2 separate regions of the Hordeum vulgare genome follow, and region 1 is linked to region 2. A link is a contact called in public Hi-C data. All regions are on one chromosome and are shown on one strand. Each heading gives the region's core, a stretch centred on a gene start, on an enhancer-like site or on the middle of the called end of the contact. The rest is flanking DNA. Distances are from core to core; before and after follow the strand shown. Region 1 holds the start of LOC123413403 (probable sugar phosphate/phosphate translocator At3g14410). Region 2 holds the start of LOC123411248.

The links. A called contact is a pair of places that touch in the nucleus more often than the background predicts.
Region 1: a Hi-C map of leaf shows a contact between it and region 2, with 6 times the contacts expected there. The contact joins the promoter of LOC123413403 here to the promoter of LOC123411248 in region 2. A contact is called at or near these places in 3 of 6 Hi-C or Micro-C datasets (leaf and seedling) and 1 of 1 datasets of contacts at active chromatin or transcription factors (embryo).

What each region holds. Positions count from the first base shown.
Region 1 is chr7H:404,841,214-404,844,412 of MorexV3_pseudomolecules_assembly, forward strand. LOC123413403 (probable sugar phosphate/phosphate translocator At3g14410) reads left to right here and starts at 1,583. Exons shown (of 8, transcript XM_045106334.1): 1 at 1,583-1,837; 2 at 3,029-3,136. The coding sequence starts at 1,688.
Region 2 is chr7H:404,611,472-404,614,542 of MorexV3_pseudomolecules_assembly, forward strand. It overlaps LOC123411248, which reads left to right and starts at 1,774. Exons shown (of 16, transcript XM_045104183.1): 1 at 1,774-2,320; 2 at 2,405-2,502; 3 at 3,062-3,071. The coding sequence starts at 2,052.

The DNA.
Region 1 (3,199 bases), core at 333-2,832, 230 kb after region 2:
CCGACCCGGACCAGCTCTCCCCTACTTTGAGCTCTAGATGGGCACGCACCCAACATCGCCCTTCGTCGTGCTCCTCGGTGGCGAGCCCCTTGGCGTCTGGCTCGCGCGTAGGTCCGCAGTCCTCGGCCCGCCGTTGCCATACGCTGGCCTGATGACCTTCCGTTCCTCTCCACGGTTCCGCCTCCTTCCTATGTTGTGCGGCTGTTGCGGGCATGCGAGCGCGCTGCTGTTTGCTACGGCGGCCTAGGGAGAGCGCGCGGGAACGCGACGCGGCTACTGCAACGACGGCCTAGGCATTGCGGTGGATGCACGTGGAAGGGCTTCAGCGGGGTCCTGCAGGCGGCTGAGGCACGAACGACGGGTGGCAGCACAGTGGGGCTCGACGGCTGTGTGTTGAGGGTGCGTGGGCCTGGTGCAGGGAGGCGGGAGCCCGGTGGCCGAGTCGAGCTCGGGCAGGCAGTGCTCCCTTGCCCGTAGCTGAGGCGTTGGGCCATGGCGGACCGGTGCGAGCAGCTCCGTGCTCGGATGGGAGCTCTCGTAGAGGAAGAGGAGCACGTGGTGGTGGAGGAACCTGTCGACGGCGACCAGTCGGAAGAACGCGGTGCGCAGCTCCTACGCGAGGCGAGAGACCGGCGACCGAGTTGAGATCTTGCAAGCAGCGTCCGCGCCCCCGCAGTTGGAGATGATGGGCCATGGCGGCCGGCGCAGGCAATTCCGTACTCGGACGGGAGTTCGCATAGAGGAAGAGGAGCATGTGATGGCGGAGGAACCTGTCGACGGCTACCGGCCGGAAGGGCACGGCGCGCGGCTCCTGCATGAGGCGGGGCGGGATCACTTCTTGCGCTGCTACCCACCCACGGCGAGCTCCCTCCCGGTTGCCACGTATTGTGCTTGACCAGCCAATCCATCTTTAGTTTCAAAGATTGACCAGTCAACTCAACAGTACACGGAGCTCTAGTGTGAATCACTGACCGTATAATCGTCTTGTTGCGTATTTCATGACCGTAATGAACGTATTTTAAAGTTTAGTGATTGTACTATGCTTTGACCTCAACTTCAATAACTGTTGGTGTATTTATCTGTTTTAAGAATAGCAAATTATTAAAGATAAGGCTAATAAATATTTCATTGTAGATATTTTTCATTATTTCTAAACTAAATACAAGACTTAAAATAAAATTATCTTATTAACCATTGTACATGTTTTTATGGTTGTCTAAATAATCCAAATCTAGCACTCGTAGTAAATTGCTGGTCCTGTGTTCTGATATCTGGCAGGCTCCGCCTAAAACTTGACCTCTGAAATCATCTTTCCTTTACCGCATGGGACATGTGGTTAGCAAAATTAAAATTTATATCTTTCTTTTGACTCGCCCAAGTTCTGGCCTCGCCTGGCCTAACTTTTTGATTTCGCTATAAGGGCACTGACCGGTGGGTCCCAGCTAGTGCACGGCGCGTTGGCCTGCTCGCGCAGAGACGGAGGCCGGTCTGAATTCTGAAGTCCGAGCAACGTGCGTGCGGTGGTGTGTTGCACGCGAATCGCGAGGCACTCTCCTTTTGTTTTGTTTGTTTAAGTCCACCACCGTCGCATAACCGCAAAACGGCTCGGGACGCACCGACCGACGGCGAGACAAATTCTCCGTCTCCATTCCCCCCCACAGCAGCCAGCGAGCAAACCCAGCCAACCATGGAGAGAAATGGCGGGAAGCAGCAGCAGCAGCAGCCGGAGGCGGCGGTGGAGGCGCCGAGGAAGGGGGCGTGGCGGGACGGCGCCGTCACCTACTTCCACCTCCTCTTCTACATCGCCATCTCCGGCGGCCAGATCTTCTTCAACAAGGCAAGCCCCTCTCATCCTCCTCGCCCGACGTCCCGGGCCCGCCACCCCGCGATCCTGCCAGTCGCGGCAAGTTTCGTCGCTGCGCTTGCTCATTCCTGGTTGCGCGACACGGACGCGGTCTCGTCCGCGCCGTCCTGGGTTTCTAGGGTTTTAGCTTGCGGTCCACCGCGAATCCGTAGGCCTCCCCCTGCTGATCCGGTGGCTGACCTCCCCGTGCGGGGGAGGCGAGACGGATATGTTTCCAGTTTCTGGTGCTGGATTCCAATGCGTGCGAGTCAGGGGGACTTTTGTGATGGATCGGATCTCTGTCTCTGTCTCTGTCTCTGCTGCAGCGTAAGCGTTTTCAGTTCAAAGAGGGCGTGATTGTAAACGTGCAGGGGCGATTTTGAGGTTCGGTTCTTCTCATGCTTGCGATATTGTCTTTGGATATCGCCTTTGTGGTTGTCAGGAGAGCAAGCCTTGATGATATAATTCATCAAAATGAGTGTCATTCGCGGCTTGGGGTTTTCTGAGAGCCGATCACCCACCTGACTAACTATATCATGTCTAAAATTGGTGGATGTTTTGGATACATTTCTTTGCCTCTGAGTCCAATAGCTTGAGATCTGGGAATAGTTTGTTGCTTGCTTGGGTTGCTCACTCAACCTGGACCCCTTTTTCATGCAAAGGGTTGACCCAGATTCTCTTGTCATAGCTCGATCTGCTTCCACAACAAGTAACTGGATTCCCTTCTACTGTTATTATTGTTAGTTTAGTACATGGTGCACTGATACATTAGGCTCATGGAGATCTTATGAACTGAATTCCATTAGCTTTAAGGAGCACAAGCTGCAAAAAAAGAAAAATCCAACCTGCAGTTTTTCTCGAACATGGACCATGTGAACTGCTACATATAAATCTCATTGACGCTTCTCAAGATGCATATATTTTTGGACCAACTGGATAGCTTCTTGTTCCTCTATAATGATTCATGGAAATTGAGAATAAGCACTTTAAGTGTAAACATTGATGACCCTTGCTTCAAAAGATTGACAAACCGCTTTGTAACAAACTTCTATTTGTGATGATTAGTTCTGGGGTGGTTTCATAATTTCTTTGATGTGCTTAAACTGATGGATTCTTTTTCTGTGCCAAATATCCATTTCATATTTTTGTAACATTGTTAAGTGCTTTGTTTATCCTGATTTGCAGTGGGTGTTATCCTCAAAAGAGATCAACTTCCCCTATCCAGTGGCACTAACTTTGCTGCATATGGTCTTCTCATCTGTAGTATGCTTTGCAGCTACAAAGATTTTCAAGGTACTTAATAGCCTCAAAATTATACATGGTTGCTGTATCTATCTCTAATCTGTGTAATGACTA
Region 2 (3,071 bases), core at 524-3,023:
GAAGGCAAAACCGTGACTCTCATGAAAACAAACCCGTGACTCTCACAAAAAAAACGCGTCTATTATTCGTTTCTGAGAGGCACGACCGTGCCTCTCGTGAAAGCAAAACCGCACCTTCCGTGAAAGCAAAACAATGTCTCTCACGAAATAACACGATTTTTTTCATTTATGAGAGCCACGTCCGTGACTCTCACGAAAGCAAAACCATGCCTCTGAGAGAAAACATGTTTTTTCATTTCCGAGAGTCACGGTCGTGCCTCTCGCGAAGGTAAAACCATGCCTCTCGCAAAAAATATAAAGAATTGTTTTGTCATCGGAAAAAATGATTTTTTTTATCAAAAAGCTAAAAAAGAACGGCGAAAAACCAAAAAATCAATCTGAAAAAATCAATCTAAAAAGCCGAAAGCACGTGTGGAGAAATTAAAAAATTAAAAAATCCAAAAAATATGTTCAGAACGTAAGACGTGGCGGTGGTTGAAAACGCGTTAGGTAGTGATGCGTGGAAGTGTTTGTTAGGAGGCTTTTAAAAAAGTGATTGCTAAGTAGTTGCTGTCACGACGCAGTGAGCCACGCATAGAGTTTCATAGGTTTTTTTGAATGAAAGGGGTTGCCCCGTGCCCCATTTTATTAAACGAAGCAGCAACACACAACAGAATCCACAACTACCATCACTCGGCAAAGCTAGGTTCCACCACACCAGGCACAACACACGGGTAATGCCCTGAGATGGCAAGCAACTAACACAAAAAGACTAAACTTACTATCAGGGATAGACCTGCAATCAGTACTTAGCAATCCCGCCACACATTACAAGCTAGAACATCAATCAGAAACCGGCGTCCATGCTATCCGAAGCAGCTCGCCTTGATGTTTGTCCATCAACAGGATAAATCTTCTTAACACCCTCGCTTGTGCAGCGTCGTAGAGCACCAACCATTTTTGTAAAGTCCCTCTTAGCTTGGCAAGGCCGCAGCCTAAACCCCTCCATGTACGTCCCTGAAAGCAAAAATCATTTTCAATGTCCAAATACTCCACAAGGAGGCAACAGTGACCATATTAAGCATAATTCTCTTCTTTTTTACTTTCCACGTGGAAGATATATCATCAAAACATTGAATCTTTTTAATCACAAAAAACTCAGAGATAATAGACCAAATATAGCTAGCATTAATACAATCAAAAAATAAGTGTTGTACAGTTCCCACTTCACTACAAAACAGACAAGTTAAGTTATCTACATTCTTTCTCTTAGCCACATTGTCTCTAGTCAAAAATTTGTTATATAAACACAGCCATAAAAATACATGGATGTTCTGGGGGCATAGAATCTTCCATAAGATATCTCCAAAAGGAGAACTCGCCCCACCAAAATTGATGCATTTGTATAATGATCTAACTGAGTAAGTGCCATTATGCTCTAACACCCAAATAGGCACATCATGGTTATTAGTTAAGGGAAAGTTCTTAATATGTTCAATGAGATCCTTCCAAATATTCATCATCCCCTGGTCCATACATCTTCTAAAAGTGAGTCTGAGAGTACTCCCATCCCAAACCAGGGACACCACACAGTCTTGTTGATTGCAGATTTCAAATAGGCCCCGGAATCTGACTTAACAATCCCAGCCCATTTAGTTTCATAGGGTTCTGTACGTTTGTCATTTTCGAGATTCGAGAAAAGGGTGTCCTGAACTTATTGGGCCCAGCCCACCGCGTAGGCATCGGTCCCGGCCCTGTTCGCCTTCACATCGTGGCATCGACTGAATCAAACGCCGCCGCCGGCCGCTGCCTCCACTACTGGCCTAGCCTCCCGGCGCCCCGCCTCCACGAGTCCCCCGGCGCCGTCAGCCTGCCCTTCCTCGCCAGTACGCCTCCCCTTGCTTCCCATCCCCCACCGCCCGTTCAGCCGTCCTCACCCTCGCGGTGGCGCCTGAGTCCGAGCTTAGCGCCCTCCGAGCACGAGCAGTCTTGCCGTCTTGTTCATTTCTGCCGGCGAGCACCGAGTGGGACGTCCTGAATACCTGAACCCCACTGCTAAACGCCATCAAGGTATGATGGCGCAGGCTTGGGCCGCGGCGGCGCTGCGCCGCTTGAGGCGTCCCCGCGATCCCTCCGCGGCATTTCTCTCCTCGCTCTTACATTCTTGCCTCCTCTCATCTGCCTCCGCGTACTCTCCGGGAGCGCCGCACGGGACGAAGCCGCCCGCCGGGGCCGGCTCTCCCATCAGCAGTTGCAGGAGCACGTGCAGTTGGTTCGACTCCCACGGGCGGCAGTCTGCTGCGGCTACGACTACGACGAGAGCCCTGCACCACGCTCCGAGGTAGAAGTTTTCGCGTCACGCGCCTCTCTAGTTTTCACTTAGCCATTGAGTGTCCTAACAAAGCCAACCCCTTCTGTCTCGAAGCTCTGACGGCTCTGTGGCCACCGTCTCAAGTGAGACTGCACCCACCTCGCAGTCTCAACTCTTACATTTCATCAAATCCACATTTGGGACACTCAAAGGTAATATCACCCGTTTGAATCGCAAGTCATAACATACTGCAATATCATATCCCATGCCGTGCCATTTTGTGGAACTATATGTTCTTGTTGATAGTTTGGGTACTCTCGTTGTTGTGTCTGCCCACACAGCTTTGCTGGTTATGGTGGAGAAGTATGCTCTTCTTAATTTTCATCTGCCATTTACAAACCAACAAAATTTTCAGTAAATTTCGCAATGCTTGATGAGAATGATGCTCTTCAGTTTTCATTGTGCAACACTCCAGGAGTCTTGTGGTATTTCATCATTTGTTCATAGCACTGGTGTGATAAAACTAAATAGGACGAAAGCCACAAGAAGTACTGTACACAATTACAAATAGTTTCCAAGGATATGATTGCACTGATATTTTTTGAATTTCTTCTGAAAGATGACATGGACTTGCATTTGATACAAATGACATAACAAAGACAATTTTGGCTATTCCTAGATGTAAGAATGAATGTAAATATGTAATGCACGGTCCTTTTCTTCAGGGGTTATTTGCTATCTGTTAATTCTTGCTTAACTGTTGTGATGCAGGAAAAAATCA